Regions from separate parts of the Ovis aries genome. Here region 1 is linked to region 2. Evidence: chromatin contacts called from public Hi-C data. All regions are on one chromosome and are shown on one strand. Each heading gives the region's core, a stretch centred on a gene start, on an enhancer-like site or on the middle of the called end of the contact. The rest is flanking DNA. Distances are from core to core; before and after follow the strand shown.

The links. Hi-C and Micro-C count contacts between places; a contact is called where the count stands out from the background.
Region 1: a contact with region 2 is called in a Hi-C map of skin fibroblasts, with 3 times the contacts expected there. The contact joins two enhancer-like sites. A contact is called at or near these places in 4 of 16 Hi-C or Micro-C datasets (hypothalamus, skin fibroblasts and tail adipose tissue).

Annotation. Positions count from the first base shown.
Region 1 is chr18:40,623,440-40,626,991 of ARS-UI_Ramb_v3.0, forward strand. All of the region lies in intron 2 of AKAP6 (A-kinase anchoring protein 6), which reads left to right. Among named protein-coding and RNA genes, the nearest start is that of TRNAC-GCA, 120 kb to the left of the region's middle. Within about 2 kb of position 1,707, at least 15 of the 54 cell types and tissues checked have an H3K27ac peak or open chromatin away from gene starts, as enhancers often do.
Region 2 is chr18:40,412,880-40,416,538 of ARS-UI_Ramb_v3.0, forward strand. No RefSeq gene overlaps it. Among named protein-coding and RNA genes, the nearest start is that of AKAP6, 61 kb to the right of the region's middle. Within about 2 kb of position 2,027, at least 4 of the 54 cell types and tissues checked have an H3K27ac peak or open chromatin away from gene starts, as enhancers often do.

The sequences.
Region 1 (3,552 bases), core at 457-2,956, 210 kb after region 2:
TTATCTCTATAATTACAAAACTTAGTACTAAATCTAGCACAAAGTACCATGCCTTATGTTATCATCTCTCTACTTATTTCTACATTTCATATCTCCTAGTCACACAAATGAAGGAAGCAGAAGTTATTTGATCCATGAGCAGTCCTTTAATCCAGTTACAGGCAGGTATAGAGAAGTAACACGTTGTGTTCCAGAATGCAAACCTTGGGGCTGTTTTTGGAACCCATATATTATGAACCCTCTCATACATAGTTTAAATGTTTAAATCTTCACTGCCAGGGGTGCAATCCAAGTCTATGACCATCAGCTGGGATTTAGTTTCACAACCCAGTACCTCACTTTTTCCTAAGGTATAGTCTACCTTTATTCAAGTTTTATTGTAAATTCTTTCAACATTCTTTCTCCCTGTTGGAGTAGATAGAATTGTGTTCTCCCTACCAGGGCTGCGAAGAGTTGACTCACTGGAAAAGACTCTGATGGTGGGAGGGGTTGGGGGCAGGAGGAGAAGGGGATGACAGAGGATGAGATGGCTGGATGGCATCACTGACTCGATGGACGTGAGTCTGAGTGAACTCCGGGAGTTGGTGATGGACAGGGAGGCCTGGCATGCTGCGATTCATGGGGTCAGAGTCGGACACAACTGAGCGACTGAACCAAACTGAACCAGGGCTGCAGCTAACATCTTCATTGCACAGTTAACTTTAACTGAAACCTGCACCCCCATCCAGAATATAAACTGTCTTTATAGTTTCTTATCTGTTTCATCTACCTCTTTACCATTATTCTATTGATGTTGCCCCTTGACTGGAGTTTGGACAAGATTAAAAACACTGCCTTGTGCCACTATGTAAGCACGTGTATCATGCATTCTGAGCTATTGACTTTTGTGTTGGCACGATTATTGTGAATAAACCAAGAAAAACAGTCCTTTTGGGATTTCTTTGAGACTTCAATATGTAGAAGCTAAGTGGCTTGTTCTTTCAAAGAAATCAGAGGTTTGAGAATGTATTGATAATTGTCCTTGTAGGTTGCTTTCTTAAGGAAGCACATTCTGAGGCTCTGAGATTTGTATGTTGGAGGCTTATTGGAATGAACCATCTGAGAGACGCGAGCAACATCATCCTAGCAGAGGGAGGAGTTGAACCACTGTGCTGCGGTAGAGGCATTAGTCATTCCTATGGGGAACTCCATAGAGTTGGGCCCACTCCTTTGCCAGGCTTTCTACCTCCTCCCACTGAGCAGGCATTGGACATGGAGTGCTCCCAGGGAAGGATGTGACCTTGGGTGGGGCAGCTGAGGGCAAGCCCCAGAGAAGGTCTCAGATGGGAGCAGTAAGCAGCCAACACTCCTGGCAGCTGGGGGAATAAGTGCCTTATGCAGAATAGTGGGAGACTATAAATGTTCCTATAGCTTTTCTGTATTGTTGTTATTGTTATCATTATTATTAAAGGGCTTGACCCTGAAAAGATCATGGTACTTAATTCTAAGAGCACCAATGTAACAAGAGACTGATCTCTGTAATGCGAATGAAAATACCTCTCTTTGCTGAGAGGCATTGTGCAGAACTCATGAAAACATGGCAGTGATGTTGGCAGGGAGATGGCAATGAAGTTCTCTGCACCAACTGTCTCCTGCAGCTGTGAAAAGACACACAGCCTGGCTGCCAACTGTTGGGCTGTTTGTGCTTTGGCTGCATTTAGTTCCCTCTTATGTCAACTTACAATTCTGTGTTGAAGAAAATTGGTCTGGTCTGCCACCATCCCCATCTCTTAGCAACTGAGAGAGATTGAAACAACAGCTGGGTAATTTGATACTGGGAATTTAAAGGTTGTGAAATGGAATATAATGGCTTGTTTGTATTAAATGAAAAAAAGAGAGAAAATGATGTAACTCTAATGCTTAGAAATGTTTGGAATGCCACATGGGTTACAAAGAGAGAAAAATCTAGTTTAAACTGGTTGGACTCTTCCTCTCTCAGAATGATTAATGTTGAGTCCAAAAGCATTCTCAAACACCCATATTTGCCTAAATATAAATTCCTGTAGAATGTTGGAATTGCAATATGAAAAAAAGTTTCCGTGTTCTGTATTTACTTTCTGTAAGATTGACCTACTGCTTTCTTTATCACACATTTAAAAATACTATTTTCAATAAAACATAGATGACAGTTTAGCTTTGGTGGGCAGTGGGAGGGGCCCAGGGGTGGAGACAGAGACAGTGAGGGATGGTCCTCAGAGGCAGTGATTCACTGGAAGCCTGTTTTATAGGCTGCTCACACCATCTCCAGGGCACACGCACAACAGATAATAATGGAATTGTGAGTTTGAAAACTAGGAAATGAAAAGCCAAGTGCAATTGTTGACAAAAAGTTGTTTTCCCTCTTCCCTGGGGCCAGTAAAGAGATCATCTGGCTTTCAAATTAAGAAAGCCAGAAAATACAGTGTTTGCTCTCAGAATAAGTCAAATGTCATACTTAATGAAAATTCCAAAGCAGAAAGAGAGAAAGCAAGGAAGTTGGGGAAGAAGAGATTGAAATGCCTAATTAATGGAGTGAGCTGCTTGCTGCTTGACCTGTAGGTTCATAATTCAGGCATTTGTCCATTGTTTAATAAACATGCCTGAACAAGGTTCATTGAAGGGGCATGGATTATAGGGGAGGGGACTGAAAATCTAGTGCTTTTACATGGTAGGAAACTGCCTGGTCGTGTTTCTCAAGATAACTTGTTCAGCTGCTGCATATGCAACTTTCATCCCAGCGCAGGGGGCAGAAAGCCATTGTTTCCTTTGCTTGGCTAGTGGTTTACTTCCTTGTCACCTTCTCATACAGTTGGGTCATAGGTCTGCTGCTGTTAGCAACACATTGTCTTTTCATCAATACTGAAAGAATTTAATTCCTTCCCTGTGAAGTGGTTCCAATTCCTCAGCAAGTGTTTGGCTTTGTGATACAACTTTGAAGAAATGAAGTAAAAATTCACTGGGAAACAGCCCTTCTTCTTACCCATCCACTTCCTTACTTCCCAGTTCTCCCAAGACCACATCCATCCAATTTACAACAAATGAAGTGGAACCATATGAAATTTATCTTTTTGTAGGTAAAAGGTAGTTAAACGTAGGTAATTTCACATGGTTCAGCTTTTAATATACAAACGAGTTCTCTGGTTTAAAAAAAAAAAAGAGTGACTATGAATGTTATCCTTAGAATTCTCAGAGGAGAGGAAAAGAAAAGACTTCAAGGTAAACAAATGGACAGACAAACTTATTTGTACCAAACTAAATTCCAGATGGGGCTGGCTTGTAGTTCACAAACAGAAAAGAAAAAGGGATTGCAGCTTGCAGGAAACTATTGCTTCTCCCTGAGGGAGATGAGGATTGAAGTTCTCTACATGGGGTATGTTTCCAGTCTACTTGATCTTTCATTTAGCTTAAAAATTCAGTTTGGTGTTTGCACTTCCCTCATTTTCCAAAATTTGTTCTGATTCCACACGTCTGTCAAACATTTCTGTATATTTGTTTATTCCTCTTTGATTTGAAAGATAGGAAGTATATTGATTG
Region 2 (3,659 bases), core at 777-3,276:
ATTTGCTGCATATTTGCTATATTATTTCACCATTTCATTAACCTCTTGTGGCTTCATTGTTAGCAGTGCCAACAATTGGTTTCAATTGTCAAGATAAAAGTACCCAGTTCCTTTTTTTCATTACCTCAAAGTTCTTTATGATTGCCTGTTCCTGCATACTCAGTCATATCTGATTCTTTGCAACCCCACAGACTATAGCCTGCCAGGCTCCTCTGTCCATGGGATTTCCCAGGCAAGAATACTGGAGTGGGTTGCCATTTCCTCTTCCAGGGGATCTTTCCAACCCAGGGACTGAACCCATGTCTCCTGCATCTCCTGCATTGGCAGGAGGATTTTTTTTTTTTTTTTTTTTTTTTACCACTGCACTGCCTGATTATAGTCTTATTTTTACTCTATTCAGGTGAGAGAGCTCTCGGCTAAGTTCATTTTGAAGAATAAAAAAATCAGATATGGGAAAGTTCAAAGAAAGCAGTGAATTACATTTAGGTAGGTGGGCCTGGATACCCCAGTTCAGTGGTACTCAACCTGGCCATACACCTGAGGAGTTTGAAAAGATCCTTGGCTCAGGACCCACACTAAGCCAGTTAAGAATGACAGTCCTCTGAGGTGGGGGCAAGGATAGTTAAATCTTTTCAGGTAAACCGAGTAAGTAACTGTGGTTGTGATCTCTGCTGAATTTACCGAGAAAGCAAGACTTTATTTTCACTGTTTGGATTAGGAAATCACAGGAATGACTGTGAAACAAATTGAAAATGTAGCAGATAAAGTTAAAACTTGCTTTCTGCTATACCTTTTCAAACTAGTTAGCATTTTACATATAAAAGTTTTTAGTTAACTACAGGTTCAAGACTCTGTCTTTGGGTTTTTCATTTTAAAGACTGAAACTTCAGGGTAGGGCCAGAAACACCCATTGTTTATCAGGACCTTGAATCATGAGTATATTGGTATTACCCACCCTTTCTGTCTTTTCCTTATGATTGTGTTAACCTAAGTGATTTCCAGTGAGATTAAGCAGAGTCCCTCCAGGGAGCTATTCAGTCACTTTTTCAGAGTGTGCCTTTTTCAAACGTATTCTGCCCCACATCACATCTCCCAGCCTCCTCATTCTGGCTTGCTCTCTGCAGTAGTCAGCTTTTGGAAGTAATAGGAGAATACCTTTTGGGTATGTGAGGGTGGAAATTAAGAGAACTTTCTTAGAAGTTTCCTCATCACTCTATTAAGTATGGTATATTTATCCTTGTCTTTAGAGCTTTATGCGGCAATGTCAAGCTAGTTATTGCAGAAAACCTGGTACTGGAAATTCCTTGCATTTCATGTGAAAATATGATGTACCTGTAATTGGGATAGTGTCCTCTGTAGGGCTGGGGTTCAGAGTAAAAGGAAACTGTTCTCTGTAAGATTTGCTCTAAAATGGCACCTCTGACTGACTGAGTCCCTCTTGAACCACGTTGGGATTCTTCAAGTTTCTAGCTTGGTTGGATTGCTTTTGGAGCCAAAGAGAGTTCTAATCATTAGCATTAGTGAGTTGTTGCTCATTAGCATTTGTGTGGAGTACCCAAATCACTGCAACAAAGGGTGTGAAACCTAGCTGGTGGTGGGGGGAGGGTGAGCGGGATTGTTTCTTCTTGGATTAATACCAGAGTTACTTCCCTTGGTGCAGATCTATTCTTCCCTGTGTGGGAATGTTTAATGTTCATACTGTTAGGTGAGAGCCTCATTCAGAGAACTGGAAAAAAAAAAAAAAACACACACACACACACATTATCCTCAACTTATCTTAAAAAAATTTACAAACCAACAAAAGAATACTTTCTTTGTACAGTGACTTGTTCAAAAATTTGAAAAGGACTTATGCTGCATGAGAGAGCTTTTCCTGCAATGCAGGTCCACCAGTTATTCAAGCAAAGAGTTAATCGAGGCCAGGGAAGCTTCTCTGGCAGCCTGCAAGCTTTGTGCAATAGCCAGGCTGGGGGTTGAGAGAGGCTGATATTCATTTGTTTGTGTATGAAGCTTTCATTCCCAAAGTCTTAGACATCACATACCAGGAAAGATGATTGTGAAAAGCAGGGACAAACTCAAGTGTTTCCCGGTTGTTCTGGTTGCCTTTGATACATCTGATGCTGCCTGACAGTGTTTGCCGCTTGGTTGTCTAAACAGAATTGTCTTCTCCTGAAATGAGTGAGAATTAATTATTCCCATCCAGCCATCATCAAAAATACTCTGATATGAGCTTGTATACCTAAATGAGTCTTACAGTAAGTAAAACCTTTAGTTTGGAGATCTCCCGTCCTCCCATTTAATTGTACCGTGTGTAAGCTTCACCTTGGAATTGTAGAGTTTGAGGAGGTGTAACACTCTTTGATTCTGAGAAACTGTGCAGTGGGTTTGTGCAGAGAGGCCCAGATAGGAATGTCTCCCAGAACCCTGAGAGCTTGGTCACTTCCCTTTCCTCCCTGACTCCAACATCCTTGGGTCTGGCTATAGCAACAGCACCCCCTAATGTGTGAAAGGGTGAGAATGGGCTCCTGCTTAATGAGGTGAGGTGCTTGGGCTTCGATGAGTGAAGAGTAAGAGACAAGCGTCTTAGCCTTCTTTAATGAAAGGACAGCTGAGCCTAAATCTGCAAAAGCAGCACAGCTTCTAAGTTGCTGAGAAAGGAAGATAGAGGCAGCAGGAGAATAGGGTTTTAGATTATTTTACAAGATGTGAAAGCTAAGGAGAGCCTCAGGAGGGAATCTGTAGGTCGCTGGGGAAAGGTGCTAACGGCCTGTGAATAAGTTTTTTGTTCTTCCAAAGACTTCACACCTTGGTCATGTGCATGGGGAGGAAGATGGATATGGTCTGGCCATAGAGGCCTTTCATTGTTGACTGAGACTGAGCCTGCAAAGGGGCCAAAGCATTTTTCCAAACAGTTAAGCAGTGGTTTAAAGGCTGCTAAAATGTAGAATTGGAGAAGGCAATGGCAGCCCACTCTAGTACTCTCACCTGGAAAGTCCCATGGACGGAGAAGCCTGGTGGGCTGCAGTCCATGGGATCACTAAGAGTCGGACATGACTGGGTGACTTTACTTTCACTTTTCACTTTCATGCATTAGAGAAGGAAATGGCAACCCACTCCAGTGTTCTTGCCTGGAGAATCCCAGGGATAGGTGAGCCTGGTGGGCTGCCGTCTATGGGGTCGCACAGAATTGGACACGACTGAAGTGACTTAGCAGCAAAATGTAGACTGATAGGTATTGCCTGACAGCAGAGTTTCGATTAAAGGAACTAGACTTAAGTATAAGAGGAAGCAAAGAGTGGGTAGAGATGGACTCTAGAGAAGATGGAAGAGGGATGCTCCCTTCCTTCATTTTGTTCATCACGCAAATATTTATTGTTGAGCTAGTATTCAGTGAGAATTCTGTTCTAAGTACTGGGAATGAATTCATACTAGGTGTGAATAAAAGGGAGTCCCTACCTTCACGGTGCTTGTATTCTTCGTGGTTGCCTAATGGTCCCATAGCTCCATGCTCCGTGCTTACGTTTTTTAAGCATAGTCTGTTTACAGGCAGAATGTGATTTGAGGGCATGGAAAGTACCTACTGTTCAAGATCGTGTCTGCTCCAACTGGTCTTTCCTGAACTTTCCAAACCAAAACCCCTTCAACAAAGATCTGTTTTC